2 separate regions of the Dromaius novaehollandiae genome follow, and region 1 is linked to region 2. The links are chromatin contacts, called in public Hi-C maps. All regions are on one chromosome and are shown on one strand. The core of a region is the stretch at or near the end of the contact, and the rest is flanking DNA. Distances in the headings are between cores, read along the strand shown. Region 1 overlaps LOC135328482 (a long non-coding RNA gene). Region 2 holds the start of SRP14 (signal recognition particle 14).

Region 1 (2,752 bases), core at 101-2,600, 110 kb before region 2:
TTATAAACTTTGGAACTTCAGCATCTTATAATACATTTTTTTTAATGTTAAGTGCTCAATATCTTTGCAGAATACATCACCAGATTTGGGGGCTGGAAGAAATGAGAACATTTGGTTCTGTGTGATGTTAAATATTAGATAGGTTGGCAGGGCCAGAATCCATTTCTCCAAAATGGCGCTCAGATACCTTTTCTTGACATCCCTTGCTTTCTCTCCATTTGGCCCTTTCTAAGACAGATAAGGTAACAGACACATTCCTGACTCAAAGGCTGCCCTCCTTACCTAACTTCAAGTTTTTGCTCTAAACCAGTGGTATACAAAGTATGGGCAGAAGGGCTTAGAAATCTTCCTTTCCTGGCTATGGGGCAATAAACCAGAAAGACCCCAGGCTCTCATCTGCTTTCTGAGCTAGGAGGGGATAAACTGAATACCTCCCAAAGGGGAAACCCATACCTCCTTCATGACTTGGCTGGAACCTCATGAGGGAACCTCTACCATTCCCAAATACTCTGAGTCTCCCAGCAGAAACAAAGTGAGTGATCCAGGTCTGTGAATGCCTAGGTCGGTCTTTGAAACCTCAGACTTTCCTTCAGAAGCTATTGCTTATGTTGCTGCTGCAAGCTGGAGAGTTACTAGAACATGCTAGCTGAACAGAACAGATATGAGACCCTTTCCAAGTAGGCAAATAGCTGCTTCTTTCCAGCCTTTATATAGCTTTATTGAAGGTTTACCAAAGCCACCAAAGTGGGTGGGGTGTTGCTTTTTCTTTTTCTTTGTTTTGGGGTTTTTTGAATCAACCGTAGTGTAAGACTCAGCCTAGCTTATGCTTAGCAAAGTTATAGGCAGCTGAATGCGACTCTTATAGTGGAAGGTGTCAGGCAGTGTGAAATGCAGAAAGTTCTACCTGAACTTCTTCCAAAAATGAGGGTTTGTGTTAAAATAGATGATGTTGCAGAAATTGATAAAAGCCAAAGGAGCTGGTCACAGTAAGTTTAACTACTATATTTTCCTGGGTTTCTTTTTTATTATAAAGCTGTAATCACACAGATGTACATCAGGCCTTATATTTGCACCTCTAGTACTGAGGGAATGATTTCTGTGGATATAGTTAATTTGATTCTTGGATCTTCTGGATATCATACTACCAGCCCTGGTGTAGGACACTTTACTTGGGCTGGCACACAGAGAGGAGCCCTTCCTGCCAGCTGCAGAACCTCCCTGCCACCAAAGTCTCGTACCATCAGGTGTTTTGTTTCCCTGGGGCTCTGCAAAGCCAAGTATAGATCTAGCACTGTGCTATACCACGATCACATCGCAGAGTGGCACTGTTGGCTTCGCTTAAATAGCAGCCCTGGAAAATGATGGTTTGGTGAGTAAAGCATCTGTGTACACAGCTCTGCACCAGCCAAACAAGCTGCCTTACTCCACCAAGAGTGCCCTACCCTGACACAGGAGTGTTTCAGAGTTACAGGGGAAAAAGTGACTCTAATACTTGGCCTTTATGTGGAGCTTACCTTCTATGACCATTTGTCAAATTCCTTTGGAGACTTATTCACTGGGAACTGAGAGAGAATGACTGACTTTGCATATGGATAGTGACTATCCCAATGTGATTTTATTGATCTGAATTAAGTTAGAGGCAGCAAGTAGTATCTAACTTCCAGGCCCCGCTTCTTTCAGTTCTCAAGAAGGCCTGACATAACATTTAACAAAACTGATTTCTCTCTCTCACTTCAAATTCCTTCTGTGAATGCTGCTGGCAACCTAAGGCACTAGATCTTGATCTTGGTTACTGTAAACACGGAGTGAAAAAACTCTAGTAGCTTCAACAGACTTATATTTGGTTGGTTCCACTTGGGCTCAACTGTCACAAAACTGTCTTAGCCTTGAAACTGGCAGCTGAGCTACATTACTGTGAAGGTCCTGCTCATCGCACCAGATATGAAATTATAGTAATGGCCTTCTTGCCAGCTTGTATTTCTGTCTCGAATATTCTTTTAAAATAGTCCTCTGAAGGCAATTAAAACAAAAAACAAGGAGAACAAAGAGGCTGTTCTCAGTAATCCAAGCAGGGCTCCTTTTCTGAGAAGGGATTAACAACGAAGATAAAAAGCAGAATGAGAAGGCAATTCATGTTGTTATCAGAAATGTCTTCAGATGAACTTGGAGAGTCCTGTATTTAATGTGCCATATTCATTGTAGATGAGCATTTGAAAGGACTTGCAGGAATTGTAAATAAGCATTTTGAACAGGGCTATAGAAATATAACAGGCTGGTCTGGATTTGGACCACAGGTAAATTCTGCCAGGACTCTGACTCTTTCTAGGCATGGGATGTGTCACTTGGTCCTGGGGAAGATCCTGTATTTTTTTCCACTGTTCTGATCTCTACGGGAAGAGTTAAGCACATGCAGTTTATGGCAGATTAGCCAAAACTGAAGCTGATAAACTGCTTTCTATTTTTCAGATCTACATAGAAATTACGAAGCAAACTTCAGCAAAATCAAATGAGTAGCCTGGTTTAGAGAGAAATAAACATCAATGTTATTACAGGGAAAGAAACTGAGCTGGGAATTTTTCTTGACAATAGCTGAAGAACTTCTGAGAAGTCCTGGAATACCAGGTAATTAATGGTGAGTTTTAATAGAGGATGTAATAGGGATTCCTGGAGAACTTCAACTAATTCATGTCACTATAGGATTTGCTTGGTGGGGAGCTCACTCCAGTGAGAGGAATGAAATGTTACTGAACTT
Region 2 (2,809 bases), core at 247-2,746:
CACAGACATTTTATTTCTGTATGTGCAATAACAGCACCCTCTACTGCCTCTTGGTGAATCTGCAAAAAGATAGCAAATGATTGTAAACTCAAGGAAGGACTTTCAGAGTGACTAGACCCACAGATTCGAAAGTGTTGTCATATATATGAAATAGTACTGTCACCATGAGAATGGTAATGCCAGAAGATATTTCAGTTCTGTCTACAATTGTACATTTTAACTTCTAAATGAAGAATTTGAATTCTTTAGGGGCTCAAGCATCTATCAAACTGAGAACAGCGTTTTTCTTTTTATCTGTATGTAAGAAATTACCTTCCACTTCTGTTAGGTCCGTGGACGGAAGAAAATCAATTTTCGTAATGAGAAAGAGGAAAAGGCACTAGAGCAGATGTTACTTTGTACTGTGTGTTTACAGATGAAGTAAGTTGGGGTGGACAGAAAACCTAACACTTTCCAGAATCTTGCCCTAAGCAGCTTCAAGTGTTACGGATGTGAAATGTTCTCTCTCCCCACCCAAATGCTGCTTTTTTCCATTACCTATTTATTGCTCAAGTCTAGGGCTCTTGATCATTTTATATTTTGGATCACATCTTTCATCCTCTGAGCCTACAGCCAGTCATACTCAGCAGCCAAGATCCTTTGCATCAGTCATTTCAGCACTTCATCGGAAATGACATCCAGCTTAACCGGTGTTTTTATGCGGAAGCTAACATTATGGTTTATGCGATGTGCCTGCTTTCTCATAAAGCCTAGATGTGACTTGAAAAATCCACTTCAGCACATTGGACATAAGAGCTGGTTCATAGCCTTTCATCCTCACAGTCTGTCCAGTGTTCTGAGAAACATGGTGACTGGTTTTTGAGTAGCAAGAGTAACAGACATGCACGTGTGCCTTGAGAATTGAGGGCTAACCTTGGTGCACCATTTAGATCATGAGTTTTGATTGAAAAGGGTAACGCTGCAGTGACAACGCCACACGGCTGAGCGACAGCGCGTGCTGCTGGGGTAAGCGCAGGATTTTGCAGTGGACCTAAAACCATGCTGTTTTTCCAAGCTCCACTCACAAAAGTTGCTTTCCTGAAAAATCGCACTGAGACGCTATTACACGCCGGCTTCAGGGTGGTTAAAATTTCAGTGGAGACAGAACCGAGCGGGAACGGCCTCCTCCCTGCAGCACCCATTCGCGGTGCCCGCCTTTGTGTCCGTTAAGCAGCCACTCAGCAGCAGCGAGCTTGCTCCTGGCAGTAACTGGCCAGCACGGACGACGTGCGACACCGGCTGCGGCAGCGCGCACGGCCAGGTAGGCGGCCCCGCCCCGCCCCCGCCGCCAACGGTTGCCTGCCCCGCCCCGCCACCGCGCGGCGCGGCTGGCGCTTGGGGGCGGGGCCGCCGCGCCGGGTGGGGGCGGCAGCTGGCGGCTGACGTGGCGCTCCCGCTCTCCGGGGCGGAGCGCCTGCGGGGCGGGGCCTCGGGGCCGCCCCGCCCCCCCGAGGGACGCTGCGCGGTCTCGAGCCATTCGGCGGGAGGCGCCGCCCCCGCTCCTCCGGCGGGGCGAGCGGGGGGCGGGGCTGCGGTGCGCGTGCGCGCGGCGTTTCCGGCAGGGCGGCGCGGCGCGGCGGGATGGTGCTGCTGGAGAGCGAGCAGGTGGGAGGGCGCCGCCGGGTGGGGGGGGCCTCGGCGGTCCCCGGGCGCCGGGCCTGTCCGCTGCCGCCCCCCGGGGCTCGCGCGGCCGTCGGGGCGGGTGGGGCGTGCCGTGCCCTGTGCCGCGGCGGAGGCCCCGCGGGGTGCCCGGCGCTCGGCGGGGTGCGCTAGGCCCGCGCGGGGCGGCCCCGGCCCGGGGGCGCGGGAGCGGCGGGGGCGGAGGGGCTCGTCGTGCCGGTGCTGTCGGTGGCGGCCGGAGAGCAGAAACGCGGCGCTGCGGCGGGTCTGGGGTTTCAGCCTCTCTTTCCGGAGTCGGAAGCTCGGACCGGCCGCCCCTGGCTGGTGCTTCGTGTCTGGTGTTTCCGCGTGGAAAAACATGTCAGTTCTGCTTTTCTTAGTCGCTGCTGATTCCCGGGTGGTTGCGGGCGACTGGCTTTGTTGTAACAGCGCCATCCGAATGAGGCAATGGCTGCTCCGCAGGCAGAAATTACTACGCTGTATGGCGAGAAGCAATGCATGCTTGTGTGGTGGCCTTCAGCCAAAGATGGGGTCTCTTTTTCTTGCAGTTCCTGACAGAGCTTACAAGACTCTTTCAGAAGTGCAGAACTTCGGGCAGTGTTTTCATAACACTGAAGAAATGTAAGTTTTAAGTTTCCTATCAGGTTAAAGTGATATTGGTTTAAATTGAATTTCTGATGTTGCTAATATCTCTTTTAAAAAGATACAGTCTTAGGCTGGAGTATCTGAAAACAAAAGTGGCAGTATTGACAAAATGGTCAAATTAGTTGCAGCATTGATGATCGTAAAATAGGGTTGTATTTCTGTCAAGCAATATGGAGACTTTCTAATTATTGAAACAGTAATTGGAAATGTTCATCTTCAGACTTCTGAAAGAGAAGTGCAGCGTTGCTTTCATTTGTTTATCATGTTTCTTAGGAAGGTTCTGGATAGCTGGCAGTACTTGGCAGGTCAAGCATCACAGGTCGCAGTTTGAAATGCATTTAAAACATAGTGCTGCTGAAGCAAGCAGTTCCCATGGTATACTAGTGTAAGGACTGACACTGTTCAACGGGGTATTTTTTGGGCAGATCTGGTTTACGGAGCAGGTGCTGCTGGGGTCATAGGGAAAGGGGGTTGTGGAACGATATGGCAGCAGTGTCAGCTCAGA

What was found. A called contact is a pair of places that touch in the nucleus more often than the background predicts.
Region 1: a Hi-C map of brain shows a contact between it and region 2, with 8 times the contacts expected there. The contact joins the enhancer-like site here to the promoter of SRP14 in region 2. A contact is called at or near these places in 3 of 4 Hi-C or Micro-C datasets (brain, liver and ovary).

Annotation. Positions count from the first base shown.
Region 1 is chr5:37,523,504-37,526,255 of bDroNov1.hap1, reverse strand. It overlaps LOC135328482 (a long non-coding RNA gene), which reads left to right. Exons shown (of 8, transcript XR_010389389.1): 5 at 2,467-2,622. Among named protein-coding and RNA genes, the nearest start is that of BMF, 25 kb to the right of the region's middle. Within about 2 kb of position 1,350, at least 2 of the 2 cell types and tissues checked have open chromatin away from gene starts, as enhancers often do.
Region 2 is chr5:37,417,079-37,419,887 of bDroNov1.hap1, reverse strand. SRP14 (signal recognition particle 14) reads left to right here and starts at 1,496. Exons shown (of 5, transcript XM_064512450.1): 1 at 1,496-1,644; 2 at 2,208-2,280. The coding sequence starts at 1,621.